Regions from separate parts of the Rattus norvegicus genome. Here region 1 is linked to region 2. Evidence: chromatin contacts called from public Hi-C data. All regions are on one chromosome and are shown on one strand. Each heading gives the region's core, a stretch centred on a gene start, on an enhancer-like site or on the middle of the called end of the contact. The rest is flanking DNA. Distances are from core to core; before and after follow the strand shown.

Region 1 (5,744 bases), core at 1,785-4,284, 140 kb before region 2:
GGGTGCTTTGGGGATATGGAAGAAGTGATATATATGACCAGGCTTTGCCAGGGTAGGTCTCTAGAGGAAGACACAGCCAACCTGGGCTTTGAAGAGTAAATAGGAATTTTCCACTAAGGGAAAAACATATCCTTACTATCATCATCATCCTTACTAACATTCCTGTGTCAGTAACATACACTACACTAACTTCATCTATTTGTCCTCACAGTGGATGAAGGGACAAACCTGGAATCTCAGTACTTGGGAGGTAGAGGCAAGAGGACAAGAGTTCAAAGACATGATGACCCCACGTCTGTCATCCTAGCCCTTAGAAGGTGGAGGCAGGGGGATCAGGAGTCCAAGTCCTGGTTAGGCTACCTAGTGACTTTAAGGCCAGTCTGAACTACATGGGACCCTACCTAAAACACTAAACAGCCTCTGGCTACATGAGATCCGTCAAAGGGACTGAAAAGGAGCGGGAGGGAGAGAGAATATTTTTTCTGGTAAAGAGAAAAATAAAACAAGGCCCAGAGAGGTTAAGTTCACTACCTAGTCTCACAGCTAGTAAAGTGCACAGGTAGTATTTCAATCTACATAGTTAGTGGCACCCATACTCACTACAGTCCACTACTGTCTAGATTAGGCCTTTTTTTTCTTTTTTTCTTTTTTCTTTTCTTTTTTTTTTTTTTTTTTTTTTTTTTTTTTTGAGCTGGAGACCAAACCCAGGGCCTTGCGCTTGCTAGGCAAGCGCTCTACCACTGAGCTAAATCCCCAACCCCTAGAATAGGCTTTTTTAACTTAATAAATAGGCCTGTGGCTACGTGTAATTTTTCTAGGAAAAAAAAATCTTGGACTTCAGCAAGGTTTTCTAAGCAGCAGCCTTTCATAGACCAAGAATAATTAGTGGGGTTTGAAAGGTGCTCCCTAACAGAAACCTCACAGTTCTTGCTACAATCTCCCAATGAGATTGGGCAACCCTCAGATGAGGGGGACCTATGCCCACAGGTCCTCCCCACAACTCTAACCCCACCCCCCTTTTCCTAGATTCTTGTTCAAAGTCAGCATCCCTGGCCAAGAGACAGAATATTGGCTAGTGAGACAACATGCCAGAGAGAGATAGTGGAAGAAGGAAGCTGTCAGATGCGAGGAGCCCTTGAGGATAAACTCAAGTGTTGGACCAAGACCCAATCCTTCCCTGGACTAAGACAAGAAATTTCCTGTTCTAGGAACATTCATCTACCCAATAAAGCTATAGCTTAATGGTGGTGTGACAATGCAGAATGCATATAATCAGAAAAACCTCAACAGATAATATCCAAGAATGATGCAAACAGGGAGAGCAGACACATGCCCTGGTCCAGCCAGCACCCTTGTGCCTATCCACTGAACAACGTAGAAATCCTGGCATCAAACTTTAGCACGCATTTCCCATGGTTCACACTGCGTGCCAGACCCTGACAGGAGCCTTTTCAACTGTTGAAAATGTTGAGTGAGAAGCTGCCTGGTGGAGATCATACAAAAGTTAGTGACAGCCAGTCAGCCAGCTACAACTGCCCCCTCCTCCTCTGACCACTAGGAGAGCCTCCTGGCTTCCTGGTTCTCAGATTCCTGGCTCTGCTCCAGGAAGAACCATTCCCTTAATCCTACAGCAGCTGTGCCCAGAATAGCACTTGAGGCCAAAGCCAATCCCAGCCCAGGCCATTCTTGAGCGACCCCCAACCTGGGAAGGACTCCAGATCTACTTACTTGGAAAGTAAGAAACATCCTTCTGTCACCCTGGAAGCAGACTCGGGAAACAGCCTAAGCACTGTAATCACTAGTGCCAGGCTCTCCCAGCTGCCGGCTTGGGATCTGATGGGAAGCCAATAGAGGGAACTCCCAACTCGCTCTCAACAACATCTGCCCTGGAGACACCTGGAGGCAGGCAACTAGTGACTCACCTTTCTGTGGTCAAAACAGCTGGGAGACAGCAATTAACTGGGTTCTGAGGTAGAAAGAAGGCAGAGGAGGTCGGGGCCTTGTAAGGGACCCAATTTTCAGAGACCCCCTGGGAAAATGACCACGATCAGGAAGAAGACTGAAACACCCATCAAATTGGGTTGGTGCTGAACCCAAGATAGGGTCCTCAGTAGATGGATATATAGCTTGTACCTTGTACTTCAGCTAAGGGATCTGTCGCTTATTGGGTGTGATTGTAATTGGCTGAGATCTCTAATAAACTACGTCTCTCTGAGTCTGTTTCCCCCTCCGTGAAGTGGGCGTTAAGACCCTCAATATTTGTAGGCTGAAAATGACATCAACTAAGTCTCTGCACACATGCCAGGGATTAGAAGAATGTTATTATGTTAGGGGGCGGAGCCTGAAGACTGAGGGGATCCGCTACCATCTGGTGCTGTCTCCAGGACCTGGAGTCTGAAGCTTCCTTCATCTACCTTCCACCCTCTCGACTTAAATCGAGTTTTGCCATCTGACCCTTCTTCAGGTCGCAAGGAAAAAGCAGATGAGATGCCTGACCTCAGTCCCTAGATTAGCTCGGGGAACCGCCGAGTGCCCTCGGGTCTCGCTTGCCTTTCAGCGTCTCTCAACCCTCGACCGGCCGGGCACAACATAGCGCCCACCGGGTCACCAGAGGACAAGCACCCAAGCAAGCCTGGAAGGCGGGGCTGGCCTTGGTGACGTCTCAATGTCATATGCAAATAACGCGACGTCATGGCCTACCGGCTTAGGGCAACCAATAGGGAGCCAAGAACGCAGCTCCGGCTGCCGCCGGCGGAGACAGACAAAGAACGGGAGAGGGGGGCGCAGGGCGTGTCCTGGGGGTGCCCGGAGCCCCCAACCCCGAGGTCGGGACTCACCTGGGGCCGCTGCAGCAACCGCTGCGCTGAGGTAGTTGTGCGGCCGGGCGTCCCCGGGTCGCCGGTGCTCACAACCGGAGCTGCATACCGGGGACAGGCCGAGAGACGGCGGGGCTCGCGAACGGACGCCCGGAGCTGCTGCGGCCGCTGCAGCCGGGGCTCAGGGCACAAATCCGAACGCTTCAACAGCTGATTGTGACGTCACAAAGGGGCCCGCCCGCTCGCGTCAGCGGCCGTCGGAGCGGCGGCCAATCGCAGGCGTCGAATGCTCTTTCCCCGCCCCTCCGCGGCTTGCCAGCGGGTGGCTGCATCCCGGGAGCTGCGCTCCCAGCCTCTGTCTGAGTGGAGGTGACGGCCCGAATTCCCTGCCCCCAGTCACTCACAGACCTCACACTGAAAGCGACCCCCCAATTCTTCCTCAAGAATCCCACCTCGCCGCTTTTTCCGCACATATCCCTGCTCCCTCACTTGTCCCAGCGCTCCGCACATCCTTAGCCTTCATCTTAGGTACAGGACACCCACCCCACTCACCCCCGCCGCGCTCCATCTGTAAGTCCCTTCCCCCCCGCCCCCGTCCCCCTTGTTCTTTACCCCACTTCTCCACACTGTCGTCCTTGTCTGCTCTCCCTCCTCTGTCTTACCCCTACACGTTTTGTTTTCCCCCACGCTCTCCTTTTTTTTTTTTTTTTTTTCCCCCGGTGGGTTTGAGCAGACCTTGCCGGTTCCGCGGTTACAAAGAAGCACCTGCGAGTTAGGGAACTGGTAGGGCTGACGGGAAATCTGGCCAGCGTGGGACTTGGAAAGAAATTGCTCTAAGCTGAATAAACATTGACCTGGAGACAGCTCAGCCTAGAACGTTTACATACCTTATTTAGTCCTTATTTGCTACCGGAACAGGACAGAGGGAGGAGTGACAGACAGGACAGGGATTGTTAAGTCCTGATTTACATGTGGAAAAACTGAGATTACATGTACCTGCCTTTAATTTCAGCACTTGGTAGGTAGAAATAGGTTCAAGAGTTGAAAGGCAGCTTGAGCAACAGGGAACCCCAAGAGAGGGGAGGGAAAGAAGGGGCAATTACTATTGCTTCTTCCAGACTGCCAGCTGACTTTGAATACTTAACATATGCCAAGCACTGTGCTGCTTTTTAATCTTCACAATAAACCCAAAAGGTGGGCATTATCCTCCTTTTATAGTTAAAGAAACAGACTAGGAGGTTCTAAGTAACTTCCCGAGGTAATTAAGCAATAGTCAACAGCAGAGCCAGGAGTTTTAACAGGAGTTAACTTACAGGCACCAACTAGCCTTGACTGATCACTACCTGCACCAGAGGGACTGAATTCCAGGATTCTAATGTCTGCAGGGAAACCTGGCTTCCAGTCCTGTGTCTCAACGATGTGATTTCAAGTAAGTCCTTACTATTCTGGGCCTTAGTTTACCTGACATGCTGCCATAGGTGTCCAAACTTAGAGCTGACAGGGTTTTCCAGACCCTTCATCCTCAAGACTCTGCCAAGTTCATGCTCCAGGCTTGAGCTCTTGCAATGGCCCGTGAAATCCTTAGGGGATTTCCACTGCTAGAGCATCTGGGTCTTTAGAACAGAGTTGGGAGATGAAGCTCTGAGAGTTGCCCATCTGGCCAACAGGAGCTAGTTCAGAGCTCCATGCTCTGGTGATTTCAAGAACCCTGCCCCAGCCTGGTCAGAAAGCTATAAGGGAGGACTGAAGCCTGCCAGGCAGAGGAGACAGCCAGGAAATAATACCCAGAGGCTTGGGGGGAGACGATTAGCACTGTGTTCCTCACACTAGGGTTTCCAGTGTGTCCTCATTTGTGCAAGCCCGAGCCTCTGCCTAGCACAGCCACTTCCTGCTAATCTCATACCCTCCCTTGACCTCCTTGCTGACAAACTAATCACTAATGTGTCCCTCCTGTCATACCGCCTGTTTCCTCTAAAACCTTACATTCTCACAAAGCCCCACAACCCCAACAACACCGATGGTTCTTCACAACCCAGACCCGGTTCTCAACAGCAGCTCCTCCTTTCTTCTCTGTGTACCCTGTGCTAGTAAATCTTTGTCTTTTCAAAACTCTCTCCTCTGTCTAGATTGCCTTCTCTGAGCCTTCCTAACATTCCTCCCTGTCTTCAAAATTCGACTAGACAGTGATGACTTTGATGGACGGTCTCAATTGTTTTTTCAACAAATGGAAGTGTCTGAGTGTGTTGCTTACACTCGTAGTCCTATCTACCCAGTGTCTGGGATAGCCTGGGCTACATTTCGAGTTAGAGCACACATGGTCTATGAGAGAGAGAGAGAGAGAGAGTGTGTGTGTGTGTGTGTGTGTGTGTGTGTGTGTCAGACACACATTGACATTGAGTCAGAGTTTCACTACATAACTCTGCCTAGCCTGGAACTTGCTATGTACATCAGACTAACCTGGTCTCACAGATAATCACTTGCCTCTGCCTCCCAGGCATTGGGATTAAAGGCGTGCTAGCACACTCAGACCCAGTTAAAAAAGTCTGACTGGGGGGTTGGGGATTTAGCTCAGTGGTAGAGCGCTTGCCTAGCAAGCGCAAGGCCCTGGGTTCGGTCCCCAGCTCCGAAAAAAAGAAAAAAAAAAGAAAAAAGGAAAAAAAAGTCTGACTGGATGGACTGGAGAAAGAGCTCAGTGGCTAAGAGCACCGACTGTTCTTCCAGGGGCCCTGAGTTCAATTCCCAGCAACCACATGGTGCCTCATAACTGTCTAAAATGGGATCCAATGCCCTCAACTAGTATGCAGACAGACATGCAGACAAATCACCCAGACACATTCAATAAATTTTTAAAAATCGGAGAGCTGGCTCAGCAGTTAAGCGCACCGACTAGTCTTCCAGGTGACCCAGGTTCGTCTCCCAGCGTCCATG
Region 2 (6,108 bases), core at 3,511-6,010:
CAAAACAAACCAAGCAAAATGATTAAGAAACATAGCATGTGTCCAACAGGAGACAGAAAACAGAAAACACATCTAAGATAAATTACAAACACCTGAAGATTTTCATTCCTTTACAAGGAATGAAAACAACAATGCAGGACCATTTTAATGCTGGCTTCATTAAGGCACAGCTCGCAAGATTGATACCTAACACCCCCTCCCCGCCCCACCGGGGAAAACCACACAACACAGCGTACAAAGCACAAGTGCTGTTCCTTTGGCCTCAGAAATGCTTTGCTTGAAACCCATCATAAATAATCTATTTCATTTAAAAGAAACAACCAAAAATTACAGACCACAGCATTACGACTGAGTTAAGAACTGCAAACAATTTAGATTGTACACCAGGGAAATGGTTTGCCAAATTCTGCTGGAATCATGGCTAGGTGTGGTGGTACACACATGTAATCCCAGCACTCTGGAAGCAGAGCCAGTAGATTTCTGAGTTCGAGGCTCGTCTGGCCTCTATAGCAAGTTCCTGGATAGCTAGCACTCTATATATATACACATACATACATACAAACACACACACACACATACATACGTACGTACATACATACATACATACATACATACTACACACACACACACACACACACACACACACACACACACACTTTGTCAACTATTACATAGTAAACAGAAACGACCTATCATAGCTGGGTGATGGTGCACACCTTTAATCCTAGCACTTGGGGGGAGAGGGGACGGATCTCTGTGCGTGAGGCCAGCCTGGTTTACAGAGTCAGGTCCAGGACAGCAAAGGCTACACAAGGAAACCCAAAATTCATATAGTGATGTCACAGCATGGTTTGGTTAAATGCTTTTAGACAGCAAATACCAAACATGGACATCTTGAAGATATACATGTTAAGGAAAGACAGGAAAAGAGGAAACCAGCTACGTGATGGAGTAAAACTGGATAAAATGTGTGGATGTTTTATTTAATAGTTGTAATGAGCAGTTTCCACCAACATGAACTATAGAATAGTTCTATATGGCAGGAGTGTCAAAGATAAGGGCAATTACTACCAGCACTGTCTGTAGAGGAAACTAAACTAAATGTATGGGCATAGGATACTGTTTGTTTGTTTATTTATTATATATAAATACACTGTAGCTGTCTTCAGACACTCCAGAAGAGGACATCAGATCTCATTACAGATGGTTGTGAGCCACCATGTGGTTGCTGGGATTTGAACTCAGGACCTCTGGAAGAGCAGTCAGTGCTCTTAACCGCTGAGCCATCTCTCCAGCCCAACAGTAGATATTTTTAAGTGAATGGAGGAATGAATCAATGAATATACATACACATTCACACACACATATATTATGTGTGTCGTATATAAAATTACTTTATAATCATGTCTGTAGGTTTGTGCACATGAGTGTAGTGACCCAGGGGGCCAGGTCCCTGGGGCTGGAGTTACGGGCAGCTGTGGCCTGTCTAATATGGGCACTGAGAACCTAACCCTGCTCCTCTGCAATGGTAGGGTGTGCTCTTAGCCACTAAGCCCTTGCTCCAGATGAGAGTAAACATCTTTATAGTATCATGTATCATAAAGTAAACCTTATGCCAAAATTACACTAGTATCAATGAGCATGGTGGCACATTGCCCAAATCCCAGCACTTAGACGGTAGAGGCAGGAGGACTGGAAGTTCAAGGTCACCCTTGGCTAAATGGCAAGTTGTGCGTTACATAAAGCACAAAGAAAAAATAGTCCTGTGCACCAAACATATCAAAAAGGAAGCATACCCCGCTGTCAGCAGTGGTTAGCTTGGGGGTAGGGTAAGAAATGACCACACGCACTTCCTACAGACTATACTACAGTGCTTCATGAGTTTATTTGGAATCTAAATATGTAGCAATTTTACGGATGCAAACACTATAGTACTGATTATAGAAATCTACCATGTATGAAAAATCAGAGCACATTCACACTTATGTAAATTACTCTGGGACGTGCTGGTGGCACACACTTTTAATCCCAGCACTTGGGAGGCAGAGGCAGGCAGATCTTTGTGAGTTCTAGGCCAGCGTGGCCTACAGAAGAACTTTCAGATATATATGCACATTCCGGTATAGAAAAAATTCCCTGGTCTACAGAGGGAGTTTCACACATAGACACACACACATAGACAGACAAATAGACACACACACACACACACACACACACACCTGGTTGTTCCTGAAGGAGACTGAAGCTGGGATTGGGGATAGATGGGAGAGATATTTTTCACTTAGATCCTTTTGTATTTCTTAAAACTCTGAATAAGCTGTTAGAAATTTTAAAAATATATTGATGTATTTACTTTATATATGCACGTGTGTATGCAGGAGCCTGCAGAAATCAGAAGAAGGTATCAGATCTAGAAGTGAAGTTACAACCAGTTGTATGTAGGTGTTGGGACTTGAACCTGAGGCTTTTGTAAGTGCAACAAATACTCTCAATGGCTGAGACCATCTCTCCAGTTTCCTATTAACATGTTTTTACAGGTTAGTGTTGTGAAAAATAGCACTGCATAGATCTGAGGCAATACTGATCTGATGATGTAGAGACATTCTTTGTGACATCGTGAAAAACACAGAGCCCCAATTGAACAGTCGATGCTGGCCACAACAAAAACAGAATAAGAACACCATCTGCAATGTACCTACATAGCTGTCTCTAGCTCGGTGGTTCTAACCTTCCTGATGCTGCGACCCTAATAGCCACAAAACTACTTCATTGTCACTTCATAACTGTAAATATCTGATACGTGATCCTTGTGAGGGCTGAGACCCCACAGGTCGATAACCATTGTCTATCTAGCTGGTGCCATTCTGTTTCCTTCTCAGTTGCTTTTTTATTTATAGTTTTCAGCCATCAGTAAATCCAGTTCTAATCTGATCCCTCATCAGGCACGTTATACATATACATGTAGTCCCTGAGCAGCAAACTGAAGCTGTCAGAATGGCTACACCTCCTTTTCTGCCTCAGCCTGTAGTCCTCACAGGAGCTGTCCTCGGTGGTAGAAACTCCTTTCTCACCTCAGCTATCATGAGGTACCTACCACTGAAGGAGTTGTCCATAGTGTTGGCACCTCCTCTCTGGCCTCCCCAAACAGCTCAGCAGTGATGCCACCTCAGCCAACGCTGCCTGCAGTTAGGGAGCACTTCCCATCCTAGCTCACGGTCCTATCGAAGGGAAACGGGCGGGGGGGGGGGTGCGGGGGGGGGGACCAATCCCAAAGCTCCCCAAGCTCAGGGCTTAAAAATCCCAACCAATTCTCACTCCGGAAATCTCTGCCCTGAGGAGCTCTGTCCCCTAAGAAATCCTATATAAGGGGTTGGGGATTTAGCTCAGTGGTAGAGCGCTTGCCTAGCAAGCGCAAGGCCCTGGGTTCGGTCCCCAGCTCTGAAAAAAAAAAAAAAAAAAAGGAAGAAGGAAGAAGGAAGAAGGAAGAAGGAAGGAAGGAAGGAAGGAGGAGGAGGAAGGAGGAGGAGGAGGAGGAGGAGGAGGAGGAGGAGGAGGAGGAGGAGGAGGAGGAGGAGGAGGAGGAGGAGGAGGAGGAGAAAAGAAATCCTATATAAGCCCTGTTCTTTGTTCAGTTTCCTGCTGCCGGCTCCCCAGAGCGGAGACGGCCACCCCAGGATTCGTCCCTCCACACCCTGGATTTGTCCCTGCAATGAGGCTCCTGAGTCCTCAGCTCAGCTGGGAATACCCTCCCAAGAACTGCAGCACCTCTGCTGAGGAGACATCCTCTCAGAGCTGTGTGCTTCCTAACCCTGTGTCTCAGGATGCCCTTCCATTGGGATACCTTCTCCCCTCAGAGCTGTGTACTTCCTGGGATTCTGAGGAATGCCCAGGATACCCTTCTATTGCAGCAGAAACACTTACAATACAAACAAGCAAAACACTACTTATATACACAAAATATTTAGCAACTAAAATTTCTCTTAAGTTTTTGTTTTTGCGACACTGACCAAAACAAAACAAACAAAACAAAAAAGGCTCGTGCGTTTTATATCCCAAGCTGCCCTCCAACTGCAAATCCTTTTGCTCTAGCCTTCCCAGTGCTGGGTTTTTCAAGAGTGCACCCGTTGTAAATAAGATTCTGAGGTTTGCCTTAACGACGGAAAAGGCCTTTTAAATTCTGTACACTTGTGAGGGTTGAAAGCACCACCCTATTAAGGTAGGCAGAGATTTGGGGATCCCTAGGGTGGACCCCGCCGGTTCCTGACCCCAACGCCAAACCGAGCAGCCCACGGGCGGCAGTCAAGCCCGCAGAGTTCGAATCCCAGGGACGACAGTCTTTGGATTCCAAGAGTGAAGACGGCGCTAATGGCCGTATCTACTTCACAGAGCGGAGGAGGAAAGGCAACGCACGTAAAGCGCCTACGCCTACGGTGCCTGATATTTGCCAGACTTCAGGAAACGTTGCAGCCTGGCTGGGGTCTCTCAACACTGACCAAAGTGCTAAACTGTAATCGAGCCGGAGGGCGGGCCTCCGGGGCGGCCCCTCACACACCAGCTTCCGGTAGCTCTGCCTCGGCTGGGATTAAAGGCCCGCATCCCCGGGTCCCGCGGTGCGACACCCAACGACTAAAACCCCTGCCGGGGGATGGCCATGCCGGGCAGCCGGAGCCCACTGCCGCCGCCTTGGGTGGACACTCACCATCTCGGACAGACACAGCAGCTCCGAATCGCCAACACTCAGCCGAGTTCCCCGCCCTTCTGAGCCTGCGCACAGTCCTTCGTGAAGACAGACAGATAGAACAACCAATCAGTAGACAGTAGTGATGGGGCTGGCTGACGTGAGTCATCGACGCATGGACTCTCCCCACTGGGAAAGACTGAAGCTCTTCTAATGGAGAATTTCCTCTCCGGCTGTGAGTTCGAGGTGTCAAGTCTTGGCGTTTTCAGTATTCAATCGAGGTCCCTGGGCTGAGGCCAGCTGTTGCTGGACTCCCTTTGGCCCAGATTGAGGCAGAAACAATTAACTTCAATGATCAGAGGACATGGGCAGCCCCGAGGTTGGGCATCTCTGGAGCAAGCTCTGGGATGAATTAGTCAAGACTGCCCTCGGTGTGTAAGATCTGGGATCGCGAACTCCTCTGCACGCCTGTGTTTCTTGGGAGACACTTATTTACTTTTCTGCCCTTCCATTTTCTCACCTCTTTGGAGGACCCATTTTCCAGAGACCTGTCTTTGTCCTCTGCTTATTTTTTACTCTTGCAGGTTATGAAAAACAATCCGGGTTTCTAGCAGAACACCTAGCTTAAAACACTGGCATGCAAGGATCCTTTTGTCACATGAAAGTCTATAGCTTATACCTCAATAGCCTCATATGCGATTGGCATCACCACTTTCTTCACGAACGTTTCTTCCTGCAATGGGACTTGCTGAAACCAAGCCTGATGATCTACCTCCAGAATTTCATGACAGGTGCCTTTTCTTCAGTGGGGGAAGAGTTCAGCGCGTAGGGTTTGCATCAAGAATGCAGCAGGCGGGGTTGGGGATTTAGCTCAGTGGTAGAGCGCTTGCCTAGGAAGCGCAAGGCCCTGGGTTCGGTCCCCAGCTCCGAAAAAAAAAAAGAACCAAAAAATAAAAAAATAAAAAAAATAAAAATAAAATAAAAAAAGAATGCAGCAGGCATCACTCAATCAGATCAAGGATAATGGTATCTGCATTGATGTCCTGTGCACCTAGTATGATAGACTAAGGGAGTATGACCTCCCGGGTATTTGCCACAAAAATCCAATCTTAAGAAAATGAAACCCATATTGAGGGATATTCTCTGAGGACAGTCTTCAACTTTCCTAATACTCTGACTTTTTAACTCAGTTCCTCAAGTTGTTACCCCCAAACATACAATTATTTCATAGCTAATTCATAGCTAATTTTGTTACTTATGAGTTGTAATGTAAACATCTGATATTCAGGATATCTGATATGTGACCCCAAAGGGGACAAAATCCACTGCTTTTTGGATCAAACAGCTTTCTCTCCAAAAGGGCATCTCTTTGAGGGGGATCTCAGAGTCAATCAGGTCTGGTTGGCATACAGCTGTCATCTCAGCGCTTG

Evidence for each region. A called contact is a pair of places that touch in the nucleus more often than the background predicts.
Region 1: a contact with region 2 is called in a Hi-C map of frontal cortex, with 2.3 times the contacts expected there. The contact joins the promoter of Tp53inp2 here to the promoter of Dynlrb1 in region 2. A contact is called at or near these places in 4 of 12 Hi-C or Micro-C datasets (Schwann cells, frontal cortex, mammary epithelial cells and 1 more) and 1 of 1 datasets of contacts at active chromatin or transcription factors (oligodendrocytes).

The regions. Positions count from the first base shown.
Region 1 is chr3:164,339,427-164,345,170 of GRCr8, reverse strand. It overlaps Tp53inp2 (tumor protein p53 inducible nuclear protein 2), which reads right to left and starts at 3,034. Exons shown (of 4, transcript NM_001270947.1): 1 at 2,838-3,034. Mir6334 (microRNA 6334) reads left to right here and starts at 1,748; the gene lies at 1,748-1,846. It also overlaps a transcript of Pigu not described here.
Region 2 is chr3:164,201,891-164,207,998 of GRCr8, reverse strand. Dynlrb1 (dynein light chain roadblock-type 1) reads right to left here and starts at 4,760. Exons shown (of 4, transcript NM_131910.5): 1 at 4,700-4,760. The coding sequence starts at 4,702.